Linked DNA regions of Xenopus tropicalis: region 1 is linked to region 2. The links are chromatin contacts, called in public Hi-C maps. All regions are on one chromosome and are shown on one strand. The core of a region is the stretch at or near the end of the contact, and the rest is flanking DNA. Distances in the headings are between cores, read along the strand shown. Region 1 overlaps spata5 (ATPase family protein 2 homolog). Region 2 has its middle 170 kb from the start of ankrd50.

Evidence for each region. A called contact is a pair of places that touch in the nucleus more often than the background predicts.
Region 1: a contact with region 2 is called in a Hi-C map of neurula embryo, with 2.3 times the contacts expected there. The contact joins two enhancer-like sites. A contact is called at or near these places in 3 of 5 Hi-C or Micro-C datasets (brain, liver and neurula embryo).

The regions. Positions count from the first base shown.
Region 1 is chr1:65,801,104-65,805,996 of UCB_Xtro_10.0, reverse strand. The region is part of intron 14 of spata5 (ATPase family protein 2 homolog); the gene reads left to right. Among named protein-coding and RNA genes, the nearest start is that of spata5, 120 kb to the left of the region's middle. Within about 2 kb of position 2,821, at least 3 of the 11 cell types and tissues checked have an H3K27ac peak or open chromatin away from gene starts, as enhancers often do. A contact at or near this core is called in neurula embryo, where this site is marked.
Region 2 is chr1:65,467,690-65,472,843 of UCB_Xtro_10.0, reverse strand. No RefSeq gene overlaps it. Among named protein-coding and RNA genes, the nearest start is that of ankrd50, 170 kb to the right of the region's middle. Within about 2 kb of position 3,598, at least 1 of the 11 cell types and tissues checked has an H3K27ac peak or open chromatin away from gene starts, as enhancers often do. A contact at or near this core is called in neurula embryo, where this site is marked.

The sequences.
Region 1 (4,893 bases), core at 1,572-4,071, 330 kb before region 2:
TGTTGCGCCCCACCTATGTTCGGCGCTTACATGCTATCATTTGTAAAAGAAGCCCTTCAACTTTCCTTATATTTATAATAGGTGAGCCTGGTGACCGATGATGCATGTAAAATAGCAGGTCACCTGTAATTTCTGTGTTTTGCACCACAGGTCACCCGTGATTTCCACTGGGGTTGGGGGCCCAGGAAAAAAAAATTGCGGTTGGGTCCCCATTGTTTTGCCACTGTTTCCCAACACGAGATGTTGAATCTTCACCAGATACATCCTTGCCATGCAAGCCATTTTCAGGCTCATTTATTAAGTCAGGGGTTAAGTGCAAAAAACTGGTGCAAACCACTATGCATTTTGAGCTTTGCCCCTGCCCTACACCCATAGACAGAGATATTCGCACCATTTTCTGTGCCTCTCCCATTTATAGAGTACTTAAAAAGAGCAGTCTGGGGTGGTAGGACATGAGTCCCCTAGCTTGTTTAGCATTCAGGCGCACAAGCTAGGGGCTCCAATGGATGTAAGATACAGCAGGGCCCCCTACCTGCTTTCTTCCAGGCAAACAATACAAGGCTGTGTTTTACTGGCAGTGCTATGCTTTGCATCATGCTCTGGATTCAGCGCAAGGCGCAACAGTGCAGGCTGCACAGATCCCAGAATGGAACTGCTCTGAGCATGGGCCAAAAGGTGCTCTATCATTTGTAAATAAAGCCACATTTCAATAGAGATATCTTGCCAATTGTCCAGGGAACATAAGCCTAACTGTACCCTTCATTGTACTTTAATCCTTGTGGATTCTTCAATTTGAATTAATGTATATCTGCCCCTAGGTTTAAAAAATATTTTTCTATATTATATGTATATGGATATAATATGTATTTTACATAGGTATTTATATCCATATATCTTGCTAATGGAAACTAGGCATATTTAGAAAACCAATATATAAGAAAAAACAATATACAATTTTTAAGGTAATCTAGAGGTTAAGACCAATAAAATGGGGCACTCACAGGCTGAATGAAAATAAAAACCACAAAGGGCAGATTATCAAGAATTATTAAATAGTCGGTTACAAGCTGGTACAGATGTACTTAGCCAAAATAAAGCCGCAATTATCCAGAAAGGAAAAGAGAATTGCTGCTACAATCTGTCAAAATAGTCTGACCCTCCTTATACATAGAATGTATCCATGTCTCTCTTATTTCTTTGTAATATTCTTATTATCAATTTTTGTGCAGACATATTTTAATTTACTTATATGTTAAAAAAATATATAACTGTAGTTTTTACCTAGTGCATGGTTTTTAAGAGAAATGTCAAATAATCAATTATATATATATTATCAATGTTTGTTTTTTTTAAATTTTTTTATAGGGATGGGGCTGCCATGTTAAATGCCTCATTTGAGGCATTTTCTCAATGCCTAAAATAAAGGTATTGTGTAATGGCCACTAGATGGCTCTCTACTTTTAAAAACTTGGCTGAATTACTCAGTCAAGGAAACAAAGTGGTAGTTGTAATTTATATTTACTCCTTCTGTGGGGAGACGGTGTTGGGAATGGCAAAGATTTTCCACATATTGAGGAATATTATGGCTGCATTGCACATATGGATTGGCTATGCAAAACTGTTTTATAGATGCACAGCTTCAGTAACCGCTATCTGCAAGCAGTGTGTATATTCTCCCCATGTCTGTGTTGTTTCCTATGGGTACTCCACTTCCCCCCCTCCCACACACACACACACACACACACACACTACAAACAGGCAGTTTAATTGGCTTCTTATAAAATTGACCCTACTGTATGTGAATGTGATTGTGTGAGACTTCGCTAAGCTGCACTGGGGCAGTGATCATTGTAAAAAAATATAATATTTGTATAGTGCTGCGTAAATGTGTAGGCGCTACAGATAACAGTATAAACCCTACTAATGTCTTATTCTTCCCCAATGTAAGGCTGTACAATTGTGGAATTCTTTCCCTGAAACATTTGTACTGGCTGATACATTATATAGCTTCAAGAAGGGGTTGGATAGCTTTTTGAGCAAGTGAGGAAATACAGGATTACTGAAAATAGCTTTTAGTACAAAGTTGATCCAGGGGCTGGTCCACATGCCATCTTGGAGTCAGGAAGGAATATTTTCCCCTCTGAGGCAAATTGGAGAGGCTTTAGATGGGGGTTTTTTCAACTAGCAGTTAGGTAGGTTTCATATAGACATAAAAGGTTGAACTCCATGGACATGTGCTTCTTTTTTTTACCTAAGTTACTATGTATGTGACCACTAATCATATACATATGGGGAAATGTAATATAAGGTGAAAGTTTGCTGCTAACCTAATTACCTATAGAAACCAGTCATTAACTGGTCTTGTATTTAAAAGCATAAAAGCAACAATTTACTGAGGGTTTCTGCATCTGGGTAAAACTTTTATTTATCAGGCACAGCAGCTTACATAATAAGAAGTTGGGTAATGATCCCCAAATGGTGTGTTTTCAGGTTGATTGTACCAGTTTTAACCTGAAGGGTTTTTAGATTTACTACATTTGTGTATATCTGAATATTCTTGAGAAGGCAGCTGGTTTTCTTCCCTTGTATTTTTTTATTATTTGCTCCAAAGTGCAATTCGGTATTTCATGTATGAATGGGGAAACTCTGAATCTATTTCCTTGATATCTCTCATTATTGCACCTGGATTTGCAATGTCCTGTGACAATGCCCTGCAGATGTGCCTTCCCTTTGCTCCACTGAGGCTGGGACACCTTGATCTCTGCGGGTAGCTTCCTGTTGTGTTTGAAGCTAACTGTAAAAGCAAGCAGCTTTCCAGCGCTTGATCTCTCTATCCGCTCACACGGGCAAATGGCACAGGGGAAGTGAAAGGGCTCTACAAACACCACATAGGCCAATGTGACCACCTGTTGAGACAGTTCCATTGTTTAGAAAGCTGTGCTCGCATTTTTAACTTCAGTCTCAACTTGCAAGGTGTTGTGGGGATACAGAAGATGACACCGTTTCATTCACACTCTGCCTTCATTGACTTGTGACAGATTCAGAAAACAGAAATTAAGACCTATGGACATGTGCATTTGTAGGAAATGGCAAGGGACAGTGGCATAACTAGATGTTACTGGCCCCCACAGAAAGTTCAATTTAGTGTCCCCAATATATTGATAGGTTGCCCTATTCTATGGAAATAAATTGAAATTCTCAGAATTCCCCCCCCATGCCTTCTGTACCCCCCTTTTCTTTCTGTATTATATTGAATATATTGAAATTGCTCACTAAGGTAATGTTTTTCTAACCAATACAATTAATAGCACAGCCACTTATAAGAATACATTTAAAACAAGCTTGAATGCAGGCAGTGCTGTATTCATGGGGTAAAGACAGGTCTCCTTGTTTTACAGCACAGAGACCTGGGGCAATTGTTTTACATGCAGGGCAAGGAATATAGTTAAATAAAACATTTTGCACTTCGCCCCCTGCCCTGGATATAGTTAATGACCCCCAAAGTCATTAGGCTTAATCTTATTCAACCTATGTGATGATATGACTGTACCGAATCAAACAAGGAAAGATGGTAGAACTCTGGATAAAGGTTAATGAGGAAAGGAATCATAAACATTAGCAGAATGTACCCATCAAATAATATCCATATTATTATACAGTACAGGTATAGGACCCATTATCCAGAATGCTTGGGACCAAGGGTATTCTGGATAAGGGGTCTTTCCATAATTTGGATCTCCATGCCTTAAGTCTACAAAAAAATCAATAAACCATTATCAAACCCAATAGGATTGTTCTGCCCCCAATAAGGATTAATTATATCTTAGTTGGGATCAAGTACAAGGTACAGTTTTATTATTACACAGAAAAAAGTAATCAATTTAAAAAAATCTGAATTATTTGATTAAAATGGAGTCTACGGGAGACAGGCTTTCTGCAATTTGGAGCTTTCTGGATAATGGGTTTCAGCATAAGGGATCCCATACCTATAATAGACTGATGCCCATGGATGAGGTGATCGAGGAGAGTAACCTCTTGCCTGAAATCATACACCTTGCCACACTTTAGCACCTCACCACTGGGCTGTTTCTAGATCTCTCTCTGTTCCAATGCCAGCTTTATGCAGTTTGGCCAAATAGCTCTGCACCAACTGAACCTAATTAAAAACATTGGCAATACATGTTACATAGCAGAGATATAAAACTGGATTGTATTAGAATTCACTGAGATTTATATTCCATATTCTAGATACAGGGAAATGTTCGACAAAATAAATAAATTAAAAACAGGACATTTTGCTGTATATTTGTTTCCAAATTATCTTTGGCCATTCTGCTCAGCATAACTAAGGAAACTTGGCTTAATGTGCTCAGAAAGGCAGATGAGTGTTCTATGCAGTTCACTTTGCAATCAGAAACAAGACTTGAAAATGGAGAAATGTATTTAAGCCAACATATTACAAATAGTTCTCATGCCGTTCTGAAGAACTGCTCAGGAATTTTAAATTTCCTGTTGATTTCATAAAGTTTTGATAGGATATGTCCAACATGATTTGCTGCCCGAGGGTATCTTTCTTTCTTTTTTAATTTCAATACAGTGAATTTGAGCCAGGACTAATATAGAATATTAAAATGCTTTCTCCAAAGACTGTGACACAAAATGAATTTTGAATACTGCAATTTACTGGGGGCGATAAAATGGAAGGCTGCAAATCTTCTGCCAATGTACAGAAAACAATATGTGTTGTGTGCTATAGCCTTGCAGTAATTTTATACCCTGGCACTTGTTATTGTATATATAACTACTGTGTTGCCAAGCATATTCAGTTTATATTTATTATGAGTCATTTTGAGCTATGAACAGCTTCAACATGCTATGAGCAGCTTCATGCTA
Region 2 (5,154 bases), core at 2,349-4,848:
GCTGATCTTCTGACCTACACATTCAGCAGCAGGATCACACTGGTTCCCACAAAAAGCCTATGCTGGGGTATTTTCCAGAATTCTGACACCTACCTGCGGGCCAAAAATCCTGCAGGTGTGTCATTGCCCTTTATATCTTGTAAGCCAATATCAACCTTGGTGGTCTATTTATTAAAAAAAATCTTGACAAAAGTAATTCTACTATTTTTCCAAATCTGAGATTTCCAAACTTCCTTGAAAAATTCAAATGAAAAACAAATCAGCAGCTCAAACCTGGCAAGCTTCTATAGAAGTTAATGGAAGGGGTATATATATATTACTATATTAATTACAAATAATAATGATGATGATGATGATGATGAATGGTCAAAGCAAACTATAACAAGATCATAAAATGGATAGACCTCTGTTGATTAGATTAAAATGAATCACATCAACTAATTTTAGTCAAATGATACTCTTTTGAAAATTTCTTTTACTGGTTTGGAACTTGCAATAAAAGGACCCTATCACATTCACACACAATAGCGTCAATTTTATCAAGAGGCAGTATATTTTTGGACTATAGTAGGAAGCCAGAGTACATGGAGGAAACCCCTGCAAACACAGAGAGAACATACAAACTCCTTGCAGACAGTGTTATAGCTGGAATCGAACTCAGGCCCCCAGTGCGGCAAGGTGGAATCATTATTCTGGTAACTATGGAACCTGTTTTTCATTTGCATTAATGTCATAATTTTAGTAATGATAGCATTTATTTTGCAGAAACTAATTTGTCAGCTTTATACAAAATATAACATTTCATCTGCACCATCATCAATAGTGATTGATAAAATTCATAATGTTCGACTATTTGTGAACCTATTTATTCACTGAAATCATAGCAACCTTACAATAAACAAGAGAAGAAAACTGTAATTAGAAAAATGGTACCCATTACTTCCATGTTGTATAACATTTCTAGTGGCTAGTGTAGCTTTAATTTCAGTTAAAAGTGTAACAATTCCTGAGAGCACTAGCAAAACCATAACCAAGTGCTGTTATGAGCCTTTGGTATTGTATTAAACAAAGGAAATGTAAATGTCTAAACTTCCCTTCTACTAAAATGGGCGTCTTTCATGACAGTTATTAGACCGCTCCTGTTGCTAGGGTAATATTTCTTTGTTTTGACACGCTTGGAATGGCTGCAAATGCTCTTCCAGTTTGGCTTTTAGTAAAATCATGTCATGTCATAACTGGTAGGAAAGAGGCTGAAAAAGAGGGACCAGATAAGAAATACAAATAGAGACGCATTAAAATCTAAGATGGCACAAATGAAAAAGAAACATAAAAAATAAAAGCTCATGTTTGCAGAAATATTCTGAGCAACACTAAAAACAGATAGTGTGAACACAGAAAGAAATGTTAACCTAAATGCAGAGGTTAGCATAGATGGAGTGAGAGTTATTGCAGTGTGACTTGCACTCCACCCATTTACTCTGGGGAACAGTCGCTCTGCAGAGCACAAGGTTATGTGTGTTTGCCATTGCTAGGCAACTGCAAATGCATGGCGGTACCTAGAAAGCAATCTGTAGAGATGGAATCACATCACACCTTAAAATATATAAAGAACAAACACTTTGGTCTACATCTGTTCAAAATGGTGGCTGAGCGGCCAAATGCACGTCATTTATTTGGGTAAAAGAAACAATTTAGTAGTTAAAGGGGACTTGTCACCATAAGAAATAATTCCAAATCGTTTTCTGTGAGTTGAGCAAAAAACACTTGTGTTATAAAAATTATTTAAATCTTGTTTCCTTCAGGCTTGTTATTCATAAGCACATATTGTGGGCACTGCTATTAAGGCACATTTTAAATCACCCCTAAATCTTGTGTATGTGCCAGAATGGGGGAACTGATGCCCATGCAAAGGCTACGCAATTATAGAGCACGAGGAGGAAATGCTGAATGCGTAAGTAAAAGGAACTGAGTGCCTATCTGCCTGGCATAGAGGTGGGGAGGCAATATATGATTGACAGCTAAGATTTGTATAAATGGTATGAATCCTATAATAAAAAAAGAATTTGGGTTTCATGTTTAATTTGCAAAGAACTTTTATTATACAGCTCTTTATGTCTGAGTGACAGGTCCCCTTTAACTCAATCATGACTAATGTAACTTGTAATGTAAATTGGAATGTAAGTGTAAGCCACAGAAGTGCATAATGTTAGTCAGTGAGAAATATGATTAGAGCTGACCTATATCTATATAATACTGTATAGAAAGTCCTTGAACATGAAAAATCAGCACAATAAATAGAAGTAGATCAGCTCTGTTTCATACTTCACAACAAACTGGGTTCAGAATGAGAGAAGACCAAATAATCATTTATATAGGGAACTTGGCTGGAGTTTACAAACATATGAAAAGATCTGTATATAAAGTGGAGATAAAAGAATGTGCTGCCGAGGCGCTCCTGTAATTGCAATACATAAAAGTTGAATGTCAATCAGCAAACTTCTGTCAGGTCTTTCCAGTCATTGTACAAATACAGAATCATTTTTGTGGGACCAGTATAACACAGTGGGTCAAATTCAGTTTGGTGAAAAAGTTTATCTCCTAAGTCAGTTCCAGATTTCCTATAGAGCCTGAGATTATAAAAACTAATTAGTAAAAAAGGATTTTCTGCTTAAATTTGAATCTCGTCCATAAGTATTCATGTGAAAAACCATAAAATATTTTTTCAGATCAAATCTGGTCAAAAAAAAAGTATGGAGGGTGGTAACAAAAGCTATGGTAAAGGAAATATTTAACATTTGCATAAGTCAAAATGATTTTTTTTCTGATTACAACATGTCCTTTTGGGTCTCTGCATGTGACTCAGTATGGTGTCTGCATTGTTGTAGGGTTGTAGCTTCTGCACAGATTATCCTAATGGAAAAACAGAACAAATTAGATACAGTATACCATTTACTTATTTTTCATTTAATTTTCAAAAAAAAATTTGTTTGTTAATGTTCCCTGCTAAATTAAAGCAAATGTCGCTGGCATTATTGTGGTTACTAATTCATCATTTCTGTTTTACCTTGATTTTGTGATTAGCCTTCAAGCCTGCATATTCTCTTGCAAAAGTCAAATGGGTTAAACTGACAGTTTATTGTGCAAAACTGACCAAGGAAATCTTTTTGACAACTAATGATGTTAACAAGCATTTCATGGAGCTTATCTAAAGAAGCAACATCAGGCAGCGAACAAATTCTCTCATATGTAATTTGCAGACATTCCTAATACATTCTTTTATGTTTTACCAAACTTTTGACTTACAGATTTTGTTGAACATTTCACAAATTAGATAATCCTTTCCCTTTTCACAGTGCCCTAACATGCTGAAATACAACAATGCCTGCTCTGAATGGGGCTATCATAGAGATCCAACTCCTGTCATGTCTCTGAATATCCTTTTCACTCATTCTCTTTTGCGTTTTAAAATTTCTTAGGTAAATAAAGCTTGCAGGATCGGCACATTCACATTTGCTCCATAGGCAACATGCAGCTCCCTGCTCCTGCTGTCTTTAGATGTATGGCTTTGTGAAGGCTGAACAGACTGGTGTCAGTGTACCCGCTGGGAATTTCACACTTCACCAAACTGGCAGATCCTATCTCATGGAACCTTATTTGCATCTGGAAGACCATACAACTGGTGCAATGTCAGACTTCAGTCAAGCATTTAAGCTTCCCAGTTTTCCACAGCAGTCTTACCATTTTTTTATAGTAGCCACAAAAACCATAATAGACACAAGCATTAATTGTTGTTTGCCATGTTAAATGTAAAAACTTACAAAACATAATTAATTAGAAAATGATATTTAATTTATAGCCACTACCACTACTAACAGCAAATTCTATTTTATATTGTTTATATAATATATTTGTTAGTACCCAGCAAATACATTTTTAGGAAAGAGGAGAATACAAAATGACAAGCAAATGGTCAGAGGATCAGACTAAGGAAATGTTATATTGTAGATAATAGGGAGTAAGCTGAGCTTGATCAATGAATCAAGTGAAAACCAAAATAAGATAGCATGGTTTTAATTGGGGCTGTCATTTTCATATAAAGATGGTTTTTATCTTTTTATATATTAAGGTTTTTTTTCACTATTATGGAAAGGCAGATTTTTTTATAGTAAGGCAGACTTTTTTTTTGTAATTCTAAAAATTTCTACAAATTTGCTTAAAGGAGACATATCCTATAAAAATTATGAATGTACCAGGGAATTATACTCCTCTAGATATAGAAGGATTGTGCTTTAAAAAGTTGTGTTTCTGACTGATTTATTGAGAAATTCCACCAAACCCCCACTAGTTCCGTCCCATCTGTTCCACTTCCTGCTGGCTGAATTCTCTGAATAAGCTGGGGAGCCGGCAGCCCTCCATACACTGCACTGTAGGATAGGAACCAATCAGCAGCTAGGCTGACCTGATTGGGAACTGAAGCCTGTTTTTGCTTGTGTGACTGCAGGGCTGTGATTGGCTCTCATCCTCCTACTGTGCTTCTGGCAGGGACCGTTAGGACACACCCACTCTCCATTTCAAACTCTGACAGAGAAGTGATAGGATCTATAGGGAGCTCCATTAAAGGGGCCATTGTTACAGATAGGATTAATGTTTAGCCCAAAGGGAAACCAGCACCGGATATTATTGATAATTGCCTACAAAATTAGGGTTTTTCCCATTTTTTTTTTACTCAAACATATACATTTATACTGTAGATACCAATATATACAATATTAAAATATATAGAAAGGTACCTGTATATCCTATCCAGGTATCTATTATACAGAATGGCTGGGACTTGAAATAAAGGGTATTTCTATAATTTGGATCCCCATACATTTAGTCTGCTAAAAATCATTTAAACATATAAAAAACTCAATAGGATTGTTTTGCCACCAATATGCATGCAGCTTAGTTACCATTAAGTAGAGGGTACTATTTAAATGCAAATTGTTTTTCTTCATGATGTTATTTGTTATTTACTTTTTATGCATTTAAATATTTCTCTTCCTGCCATAGCCATGGTAAAATGCTTGAAAATAGAATTACAGCAAATGCACCATAAAACCATGTTGCTTATTACTCCTTTCTAGATATAGCAAATTATATTTATTCACT